Linked DNA regions of Hordeum vulgare: region 1 is linked to region 2. A link is a contact called in public Hi-C data. All regions are on one chromosome and are shown on one strand. The core of a region is the stretch at or near the end of the contact, and the rest is flanking DNA. Distances in the headings are between cores, read along the strand shown.

Region 1 (5,825 bases), core at 774-3,273, 590 kb after region 2:
GCGCTCGAGCACAGCTTCTGGATCAAATCAACGCGACAGCTACAACGACTTGGGATGATGCGTCTGCTCGATGCAGAACGGCGGCGGCGCGCGGATAAGGCGCGGCGGAGCGAAGTACTTGCAGTTGGAGGCGGGCCTCCATGCCTCACACGGGGAACTCCGAGGTTATGGTGCGGCAACGACGACTCCTTATGGCCAGATAGAGGCGCCTAACCCTCATCGTATCCCCTCCTCCGGCAGGAACTCATCATCTGGTGAGATCCCCTCCCCATGCCTCCAACCGTGTGCCAAGCACCGGCAAGAAATTTTGTTTTGTGGAAATTTGTTTGCTGATGAACGAATGTATTGAATGTAAGATTGCATTGTTGTAGAGAGAGAATGGAACACCACCTTTAGTTTGTCATCTGATCCCACATTCTCTACCCCATGAGTGAAATAAGATAACAGTCAATCGATCAATTCACGTAGCCTGTTTGTTTTGCTTTGCTTGTCCCGTTCAATTTTTCATCATGGTGGAATTAACAATGAACGGGTTGATTTCTCAACAAAATAGGATAGGACTGACTACATTAGTTAGTTAGCTTATTATTTTAATAAATCAAAATGATTACAAAAGATTAAAAGCATGTGGTATTTTTTCTCCCGTTGCAACGCACGGGCCCTTTTGCTAGTATGAACCAAACAAGGCAGCAGAATGAATATCAATAAATCAGGCACCACACCATCACGCCTCAAATGGCGCCTTTATCTTAACCTTGAAGTTTTGCTGGGGCCCGTGTGCAAAGAGCAGTGTTACTCAATGATTGGAACCGATCAGCACGTCACAGGAACACTTTTTCTTTAACGGATTACTACCAAACTGCGTCAGTTGCTATAATATTACTATCGCACGAAGACTGATGCCGATGGAGACACGACACGTTCGATGGGAGTGTTTACGACAAACTCCTTCAAGGCATACGCACACCGGAAAGATTAATCCCTGATCTCCCATCTGCCGACACGTTTGGCAACTTAACTATAGACGGAATCATGGGCACCATCCAGATTGCAAGTGACGGGGAAGAATTTTTAGCATCGATCCCTTTCAGCGCATTCTCTAATACAGTAGTACCGACGAGCGCGTTGGTGCGCGATTTGAGAACGAACGAGTGTGCGTCTCGTCTATCTCTTCTTTTATTATTGCACAAGACCGACTACAAGCGATGCAGGTAAAGTGCACTCCTCGTACTAATCCTTTTTTAAGGGAACACAGTAAGAGTTACTCGTACTACTAATCTTGCGGTAATAAAGCTCAAAAATGCAAAATGGTGGCCGAATCGCTTTGACTTTGCCGTCCACCCGAACGCGAGACAACACGGCTCCGGTCCAAAGCACAGGCGTCGCCGAACGTCAACCACACGTGCATGCAGAAGCGGACGATACGTCGAAGGCGATACGCTGCGCTGCGGCCGTAGTCAATCAGTCAGTAGCGGCCTGTTCGACGTGCGTGTAGAATAGACGCGATACCTACGATTCGCGCTACGAACCAGATCCGCGAGACTGCAACCGCTATGGACGCTCTGCAGGTGCACTCCACACGGGCAGCAAGGTTTCATTTTAAATAATTAATTAATTAACTGATGAGGGAAATAAAGGAACAGCCGTCTCGGTCGCCACCATCCTCATGAACCGACACGCGGGCCCCACGCAACTGACCCAAGCACGGCTCATTCCCGCCCCCGCACGTGCGCGGGCAGCCTTATCTTTCGTCCACCCCGGGATCCTCTGCGACCAACGACGTAAGTATAGCAGATGCTCCTCCCTGTTGCTCAGAATCGGACTGGAGATTTATTTTTTGTTCCAGCAGTTGATAGGCAACCGCAGAAGATCCGACGGCAACCGCTGCCCAGCTGTAGCGATGGCAGCCTCGTGAATAACCGCAAGCTACGTGCCCAGTCTCGGCACCCGAAAACCCACACGCCGTTAAGCCAGCCTCCCGCCGGCGCCTCCTTTATTACACACTCCGGCAGCGACGCTGTGAGTTCGTAGTATTCGCTGGTAACGCACCCCACATTTCACTCCCCAAGAAACGCGAGGCAGAGAGAGAGAGAGAGCAACCGCACGCACGGAGGGAGATGAAGGCGGAGAAGGCAGCGGTGGCCGCGGCCGTCGGCGGAGGAGGCGACGAGTGGCGGTGCCGGAAGCACCCCGCGGCGAGATCCGGCGGCGGGGTGTGCCCGTACTGCCTCCGCGACCGGCTGCTGCGCCTCTGCCCCAACTGCGCGCGCGTGCGGCCCTGCCCCTGCACCTGCGCCTCCCCGTCCTCCTCCTCCTCGGCGTCCGGCGACGCCGTGGGCCGGGTGCACAGCCTCATCGAGCGGGAGCACCGGGTGGCGCGCTCGCGGTCCGTCGCCGCGTCCTCCTCCGCCGCGATGGCCTCCGTCGCCACCGCCGCCTCCGGGAGGCGAAAGGCGAGGGTCTGGGGGTGGACGCCGTTCTGGAAGTCCTCTGCCAAGGACGGATGCGCCGCGCCGGAGGAGGACGAGGAGGAGGAGAGACTGGGGCTGGCGAGGTCCAGCTCGGTCTCCGCGACGGCCGTGGAGGCCAAGGCGGTGGCGGCCAAGGCGGCGGCGACCAAGGCGCGCTGGGGCTGGCACTTCCCCAGCCCGATGAAGGCGTTCCGGCAGCACCGGAGGTCGTCGGCGAGCATGCCGGAGCGGGGGTGAGATTCCTCGCCACCAGTGGGGTGGGGTGGGGGATCCGTCTGCTGCTTTTAGGAAGGTGGTTATAATATTAATCAATTAACTATATGGAATGGAGGTTCTTCTTTTTCACTTTTGTGGCTCGCGTGCTAATGTTATGCTATGATGATGATTAAGCTAGACTAAAACCAAAAGCCTGTGATTTTGGGCGCCTGAATGCACTCGATTACTCTTTGGGCGGTGGTGTTTCCCCCTTGCTTTTGCTGTCCCTTGCTCATGTGTCTGTACACTTAATACTACCATCAAATTGGGCGTTTTAAGCTCCCCGATTTGATCTGCGCTAGTAGCACTTTCCTTCCACTACCATCCATGAATCTGCAATTTCATTGCATTGCATCCTTGATTGCTTTTTGGGTATTCATCAGGATTAAAGTTAGAAACCCGAGGCCTGTGAGACAGATGGTACTGCCAGCACAACATCGACCAGCAGTTAAGCACGGTAGCGTGGTGAAAAGAACCAGTCCGGCGGTGTTCATTGCCCCATTTATCTAGAGCTTTTGATGTTATGTATGGAGTGGGGGGTACGTGAGGGGATGGCAGCTTGTGTGTCGTGCACACCCGTCTAGTCGTGCTGCCTTGGGCGGAGCAGGTTCAGGACAAGGAACAGTCTCGACCGCCGTGTCCTCGTCTCGCCGACATGTGGGCCCGCGCAGCACACGCGCGCCTAGGAGTACGTCGCAAGCAGTGAAGGAGAGGACCCTTCGCCCTACTACTGCCTGGTCTAGCGCCTCTGCCGATAATGCACTGACACTGCCGCCCGCTGCCTCGGCGGCAAACGCAGCGCATCGTGCAGCGAGCTCTCCCCCTACTACCCTTCTTCACATCGTGGTCTACTGGTTCACCGCGGGCCGACGTTTCAAGTTTCAACTCCCCTCGAAATCATTTCGAGCTCAGCTCACTATTTGCACCGATGAGGTAATCATTGCCCAACAGCTCAAGCTTTGTTCGTGGAATCTTTCGGAGAAGGTGGCGCCTCTTCCGAAAGGAAAAATGCCCCGCTTCATCGCTGCCGCCAGTAGCGCTGCAGTATCTGAGCTGTTCACCGGCCAAAAACAAGTCATTATATATATATAAATATATACAGTATAATAACTGCTGTAGAGATAAAAGGTGGTAATAGGATTCAGCGGGTCATTATCTGAGCTGTGCACCAATCTTTTGCCGAAAAACTGTTGAGCAATCAGTAGGTTGCGAGTGAGAGTGGCACATTCGTCGCAAGCGTCCGGGACGCGAACCCTCTGGTGGATCGACGCGGCCGGTGGACGCCGCGGTAGGCGCCACGTCCTCGTCATCTCGAGCTGCGACGGGAGCGCGTCGATGGCGACGAGCCTTCCCCCCTGTGCGCCCCCGTTGGACGCTTGCGAGCGAGCTGCGTCGCCGGCTGGCCGCTGTGGCGTTTTTATTTTTTGACGAAGGTAATTTTTTCACCTCATCACTGTCCGAAAGTTTCGCCAATGCAGAGCCGAGCACTATTGCCTGGCTGGCCTCCTGGAAACATAATCTTGTCGTGTGTGCAAAACGTGAAGGCAGTACAAACCCCTAGCGAGCATGTCTACGGACTACTGTTGTACGCAGACGCGTCGAGCGAGCGACCATGGCTGACCGCAGCCGTTGTCTGGTCCTGGATCGCTGCCTCAAAGCGAAACGAAGAGAAATGGACCGATGCAGCTTTTGTTTCCACGAGCGAGTACATGGCAATCGGTCTTTCATCTTATCAGACAACTCGTCCGTCCAACCGAGGGGAGCAAAAAAGAAAAAGGCAGGGACAACTCATAGCCTCGCTCGAGTTTTCGAAAAAAGAGATATAGCCTCGCTCGTCAAGGCTGCGGTACGGCAAAAGCCCACGCCGTTGTTCGATTCCATCGTCCGTCCGTTTCCACTCGATATCGAGGCCCTACGACGAACAGCGGGCCAGGTAGAGCGCAGTCCATGTTCCAGAGTATAATGAGAAAAACGGTGACGCCCTTTTTTTTGTTATAAATAGTACAAGTGCAGCTCACCTGTCCACTGTGGGCGATTATCTCAGCTGAGACTTTACAGGTCAAAGCAGTGGGGTTCATGAGTAGAACAAGGGCTGGAAAGATCAGTGATTTACTCACCGGGTGTCTCGGTAAAAGAAAGGTCCTATGGCGTTCATGAGAACAAGGGCTGAAAAGACTAGTGATTTACTTACTGGTAAAAAAAAAAGCTTCCAATGCTAATTAACCATGTTAGGGCAACAACTTTGGCCAAATGATGGTTCTCCTTTCAGACGAAAAGCGTGTTTTTCATTATGGTTCCTACTTAAAAGCAAGGTAGATCTCGGTTTTCGATCGGTTTTCCGTTAATTAACCAAAAAATTCTGTTCATAATTAATCAATGAGGCAAATCTTTTGCCTCAGTTTTTTTTTAAAAAAGCAGGGCAGATCAATGGAGAAGAATTTGCCATCTAAAGTCTGTACCACCACTGTGATCAACATCTACATAATGCAACTCAAATCTGTTATCAGCATGTTGCACCATCGACTAAATAGATTTATTTCCTTTCACGCACCTGGATTTTTTATTTTATTTTTGAAACGGAGGCAAAAGATTTGCCTCACCCATTAAATAAGTGAGAATAGAGTTTTTTGAGTGTTACAAGAAAACCCATACACACGCACCTGGATTTGCAATTAGGTGATTACATGTATTGTTACCATGCTTGTGACAAGCCAAAGTGTAAACAACCAGATCACGGTTGGAAATAGCAAACATGCATCTCTTTCTAGCACCAGTGCAAGGGCACATGACAGGTTCCATTGCGGGGTTACAGAAGAACAAAATACATGTTCAATCGCCATCAGAGACACTACCGAACAAGTTCGGGAATAAACATGTTGTACCTATTGATCAATGGGGCTCCCATTCCCTCAAATGTCGCGCCCTGGAAACCATAAGTACACAATGTCAACAGTGTGATAAGAAAAACACTATCTGAGGTGTGCATGCTACCAAATAAGGAGGCCAGCAATGCACTGAAACAAAAAATTAAGCATCTGAGTTCAACTGAACTGCATTTACCATTTTGAAGAATGCTCTATGCCAAGGCCATTGCAGGTA
Region 2 (5,995 bases), core at 1,719-4,218:
CACTAGGGTTTGATGCCCAATCGTTCCGTGTAGCTCTGCTAGACTTTTGATGTTTGGTTTATATGTTGTCTTAGGGTTAGTATTCATATATTCGTTGTTGTGTTGTTGATAAGGTATCGTCAGGTTTTCATCCCATGACGTATGATCCGTTTCAGGATCTTTCAGAGTGGTTTTTCTGATGATGCTCCAACTCGCTCCCTCCTTTCGGTCCCCTTTGAACTTTGTTGAATGTCTTTAGATGTTACTATATGCTTAGTTTAGCGACTCTCTTAGATGACCCAAGAAACCAGTGTATTTTCGTTGGTTACAAAAATAATGGAAAAGGGATGTAAGCCCGGCTGGAAAAATGGCACGGTGGCGACTGATCGTCATATCAGCAAAGGGGAGCAAGTGACAAATGACCGCGTGTCCAGTGAAGAAAACTGGAACGGATCAATGGGCGCCATGAGGCCACCTTATGAAGCGGCCGGGTGGCAACTGGCAAGTGGCAACGTCAGTGCGTCATGGCATACGGGGACCGGAGAGGGGCCGGAGCCACTCTCCGGTCGATGGACGTGGCACGGCGTGCGCGCGCACGAAATGCTGTCGAGGAGACGGTGCGAATAAAACGGAGATGTCACCCAAGATGAAGACGCGGCCCTGGTGGAGGCGCAACCGTGCAAGTGCACTGGACTGTATAAGCTTGGACGATGCACTTGAGCTTGATCACCGGGCGTCCCACTCCCACTCGCCACGCCAGCAGGATAAATGCTCGACGTTGATCGGAGCCCCCGGCCTGTTCCGATTCCGAACGGGCGGCGACCGGCGGAAAGTAAATGCGGTCGACGGAGGATGGCAGGCAGGCGTCAACGTCAGGAACGGACAAATGGCGGGTCCATCAAGTTAGGCGGCGTCGCCGTCCACGCCGGGTGGAGGAAACCGAGCCGGCCATGCGTCCCATGACTCATCCCTTCCAGAAGCTACCGCGCGGCGCGCGCACGGGCTTTTCCACGCGCGCGAGCGGTCCAAACACGTGCCGACCTCCGCCCGTCAGCTAAATGCACGCCGCCGTCTCCTCAGGCGGAGGCTGAGACGTACGTCACCGGGTAACCGCATCGCCGGCCACGTCGAGCATCTCCTGCGCAGCCGGCAGCCGCAATAATGGCGGGCTCGCTCTGTTCTGTGCTGAGTGTCAGAGGACTGGCTCTGGGAGCGAGCGAGTGAAGGCCGCCACCCAGCCAGATCAATGCCTGGCTCTGCGGCATTGGGAACACCAAAACATGGCCATGCTGAGCAGCGTTCTTATTTTCATTACATGGCTCGTGCAGTACATGAACACCACACTGCCCTCCTGCTCCACATACTACTGGTACATTTATCTGTCATCTATGCACATTTACGATCTAGTGCGATAACCATATGGTCATAGTCGCATGGAGTACACTACAGTATACTGTATATTGCAAAACTTGGTCGTCGTCATGGAGTTGCAAGTTACTTTACAGTCTGACACTAGGGTTTTACCAGTGGTAACTAGCTAAAACTCGAAACTGGAAGTACCACGCTATAGTATTAGTGTGTGCCCCTCGACGGCGGCTCATCGCCGTTCAGGGCGCGCAGCTATTACCTTCTTGGCTATGTCACGTATACAGTAGGCTAGAGCGTTGATCAGGCCAGACATGCGCTTGGCTCTGTGTGCCGTCCTAGAGCTCCACGATGAGGCTGCCGAACGGCGACCGGTGCGGGATGCCCTTGCGGCGCTTGTTTCCGGCGCGGTAGCTGCTGGAGGTGGCCGGCGGGGTCGACGGCGAGAAGCTCTGCACCACGCTGCTCTTGTCGCTGCTGCCGCCGCTTGTGCTCGTGCACGAGTGCTCCGAGTCCGACCGCGCGTCCTTGAGCGCCGCTCTCTTCTTCTTCTTGCCGCCGCCGCCGACGCCGCCGTGTTTCTTCCTCGGCCGGTGGCCGCCGGACGTGCCTACAATCTGCGGAGCACAAGATGCAGTGCTGGTTACAATCTTGCAATGCAGCAGGCCATGGCCAAATTAAGCTTGGATTGTAAGGAGAAGCGCATATACTACATACTTTACATCCGAGGGAGCAGAAGCGGAACGAGTCGAGGAGGCTGCGCTCGCAGACGTCGCAGGTGTTGGTGACTCCCTTGCCCGGCCTCGGCTGCGGGCGCTCGTTGAGGAACACCACGCGCGCGCTGTTGATGATGTACGTCTGCACGCCGGTGATGTCCAGCACCCTCTGTATCTCCGACACCCGGATCACGTCGTGGTACGACGACCTCCGTATCTGCCCCGCACGCCGTTCGTCCATACGCATCGTCAGTCACCATGAAAACCGGCATGAATCGATCGAACGGGGGAGGAAAGAAGGCGGACACGGGACCCCGGCATTGGGGCGTCCGCGTGCATGAATGGTCCACTGACCTGGATGGCGTGGTGGTCGCGGTGGTGGGCGAGGCAGAGCGAGCAGAGCGCGCCGCCGATGCAGTCGAGGCAGTACATGTTGCACTCGCTCTTGTGCGCGTCGGCGTGCACCCGGCATTGCACGAAGAAGCTCGTCGCCAGCAGCGGCTTCAGCCACGGCGGCCACCGCTGGTTCCCCGCCTCCTCGTCGCACTCCGCTCCTCCCTGCACACCCAACATTTCAGCTTCAACCCGGCGCCGCCACTAGTCTAGGATGAACAAACGAGAACCAAGAACACATAGCAGGAGGGACACAAGCATCAAGAAATCAATTACCGTGGCGCCGCCGCTCTTGAGCGCGAGAGGGGATGCGTGGTCTATTGCCATCTTCGGCCGGCGAAAGGAGAGGAATGTGGATGCAAGATGGCAGGGGAGGGAAGAAATGCTGTGCAAGAAAGCAGTTCGCCGGCGCAGGAGCGCGAAGGCTTTGTAGACCGAGGAAAAGTAGTGCAGCACCTGTGGCTTGTGCCAAGTAAAAAAAGAATGGGAGGAGGAAGACTCGGCGCGTACTTGACAGTGAGCTCTAGGGCCCGTTCTTATCGACTCGTCGCGGGCCCGGGCCGTTTCGCGAGTCGCGACCGGTCGAATCGCAAATCCTACACAAACAAGCTCTGAAGTCCCATCAAAGAGGCGCGTTTTCTCTGTGAGCCCGTCGCCGTCGCGGTTCCGGTTCGGGTTGCATCCCCGTGATCCGGTGGGAAATTGTGATCACTCCTCTCCTAAACAGAGCGTATTTCTTTTGCCAGTGCTACGCAGAGGCACACACCCGCTTTTAGTTGTATTTTCGCTCCGCGTGGATGCTTCTCTGGGATATTCCATTGCATTCGCCGGACACTTGTCTTTCTCAGCTCCAAAATAGGCGGTGCAAGCAGAGCGAAAGCCCACGTTTTCTCAGCTCCCAAAAGTGAAGAAAGAAAAATGGCACAAAAGTTTACCACTAACGACGCCATTGCCGCACCAAATGCGTCGCCCATTGGCCAGTCCCGCGCAAGCAAGTGGATCGAAAGGGATCGGATGCATCCTCAACCGTGCATGCATGCGTATACCGCCATATATACTACTCCCTTCGTTTCATAATATAAGTATTTTTAAAGATTCACTAGAAAACTACATATGGATGTATATAGACATACTTTAAAGTATAGATTCACTCATTTTGTTCTGTATGTAGTCATTCCTTTAATGAAAACGGTTAAAAGACTTATATTTAAAAACGGAGGACCATATCCCTTCGATGCTCCCCGCGTTCTGGAACCAGGGCCGTCGCCTTTTCTCTAGTGCCGTCGGCCGGCGATGATGGATGGATGGATGGATGGAACCGCCCATGCCCGGATTTCTCGAGCTGTCCGTTCGTTTTCCGTTTTCCACCTAAGCCGGGCCGTGCTCTGCCGTCACCGATTCGGCAAGATGATGCTACCGGTGCACGGCGGTCTGCCCACCCACTCCTGTAACGTCCCAGTTATCTTGATAGCTGCTACCGCTGTGCACACACTGATCTCTGCCGTTGAGGAGGCCACCGGGCACACGTTTTTGTCCACTGTGCTGTTGCGGGCGCTGCCTATTATTGTGCTTTTCTTCCGTGGCAAGATCCATGTGCGAAGCAACGTGTCAGCTCCTAAGAGCATTGTAGACATCTACTCGGTGCGTGCAAGATATCGTGGGTGATCGCTGTCAGGTCACAGGGAAAAAGCTCGGAATGCTGCACCGCGTAGATTAGTCCCGAAGCAGTTATACGTCCGCGTCGTCTCGATTTGTTTTATAGGAGGGATTAAACAAGGAGCCAACTTGCTAAACCGCGGGGCCCGCCTAATCGCAGGTACGGTAGGCGTTGACAACCTAACATGTCGGGGGCAGCTTTGTTCCGCCCACCGAGTTCGAGTTCGAGTTCGAGTCGAGTCGAGTCCATGCTGCTGAGTTGTATCGAGTTTCGTAGGCACGGACGGATTGGTGTTGCGTGAAGCGTCACGGCACATATACATGGCCGAATTCCTGATAAGAGTTTTCTGTGCTCGTGCAGTCCCCCCGTCTACGGGCCTGAGCTATTATAGTGGTATGCTGGTACGTTACGTCCTAAGAAATCGCGTGTAGTATAGCCCAAATGTGCCAATAAGTTGGCTCCAATTTTTTGACCTAATGAGGGACTTTGATCTGAAAAGTAATACGTATAGTTAAGGCGACTGAATGTACTGGACACGCCTGGTTATTAACAAGTAGCAGTCCGCTCTAGAGTTCCTCGTTCTCTCCCCGGTGCCGTTCTACCTCTTCGTGTGGTCTCACGGTCAGAGCATCTGCAGCCGTTCGACCTTCAGTGGTCCCAAATAGCTTTGTCTGAGGATCTATTAGCGTTAAAAATGGCGTGGGGGCCCGGTTTTCCAGCCGCCCACCCAAGGGCGCCCCAGCGCTTTCGATCCAGTTTCTACGTAAATTTGATCCACTTTTGATCTATATTCGGTATTTTAGCACAAACTGAACAACAATAGTTATTTTTTATTAAATAGTTCATCACATAAATTAATATAAAAAAAAAGTTTAACAAATCAATACAAATAAAAAAATCAAGCTAGGCGTTGCCCTTGAGCCTCCATAGATGCTCCACCAAATCGTGTTATAGTTGTTGATACACCTATGGGTCTTGGATCTTCTCACGCATGTTGAGGAAGTCAGTCCAGGTTGTCGGTAGCTGGTGATCAACTTGAGCAAGAGGACCTTGCCTGTAATATGGTTCAGTGTCAAACACTAGCTCCTCCTGCTCGCTCTCAATGATAATGTTGTGCAAGACAACACAACAAGCCACGACTTCCCACATTTGATCTTTCGACTAGGTCTGAGCAGGGTACCGGACAACAGCAAAACAAGATTGAAGCACACCCAATGCCCGCTCGACATCCTTCCGGCAAGCTTCTTGATGCTTGGTAAAATAGAAGTGCTTGTCTCCTCGTGCGGGATTTGAGATAGTCTGCACAGATATGGATCATCTCGGATAGATGCCATCTGCTAGGTAGTATCCCTTGTTGTAGTTGTATCCATTAACCTCGTAGTTAACCGGAGGAGCATGACCTTCAACAAGCTTGACAAAGACATTCGAGCACTGCAATACGTTTATGTCATTGTGAGTTCCTCGCATATCAAAGAAGGAGTGCCAAATCCAGAGATCATGTGTGACCATTGCCTCAAGTACCACACTCCAACCTTCTTTGGCGCCTTTGTACATCCTTTGTCAAGCAAATGGACAGTTTTTCCATTTCCAATGCATGCAGTCGATACTTCCAAGCATCTCAGGAAATCCTCTTTCTGCATTTTGTGCTAGGATCCGAGCAGGGTCTTCAGCATTGGGTGATCGCAAATATTAAGGTCCAAAAACTGCCACCACTACCGTGCAGAACTTGTAGAAACACTCAATGGTGGTGGACTTGGCTATGCGTCCATAGTCTTCGAGAATATCACCTGGAGCTCCTTACGCAAGCATCCTCATAGGTGTCATGCACTTATGGAGCGAGGTGAATCCAAGTGTGCCGGTCCAATCCTTTTTACACTTGAAGTAG

What was found. Hi-C and Micro-C count contacts between places; a contact is called where the count stands out from the background.
Region 1: a contact with region 2 is called in a Hi-C map of seedling, with 5 times the contacts expected there. The contact joins the promoter of LOC123402183 here to the promoter of LOC123404511 in region 2. A contact is called at or near these places in 2 of 6 Hi-C or Micro-C datasets (leaf and seedling).

The regions. Positions count from the first base shown.
Region 1 is chr6H:452,269,221-452,275,045 of MorexV3_pseudomolecules_assembly, forward strand. LOC123402183 reads left to right here and starts at 2,024. Exons shown (of 1, transcript XM_045096062.1): 1 at 2,024-2,918. The coding sequence starts at 2,118. The coding sequence ends at 2,708. LOC123401145 (chaperone protein DnaJ-like) reads right to left here. Exons shown (of 6, transcript XM_045094876.1): 5 at 5,787-5,825; 6 at 5,464-5,649. The coding sequence ends at 5,616.
Region 2 is chr6H:451,674,960-451,680,954 of MorexV3_pseudomolecules_assembly, forward strand. LOC123404511 (protein RGF1 INDUCIBLE TRANSCRIPTION FACTOR 1-like) reads right to left here and starts at 2,969. Exons shown (of 4, transcript XM_045098441.1): 1 at 2,730-2,969; 2 at 2,415-2,618; 3 at 2,062-2,277; 4 at 1,261-1,961. The coding sequence starts at 2,780. The coding sequence ends at 1,683.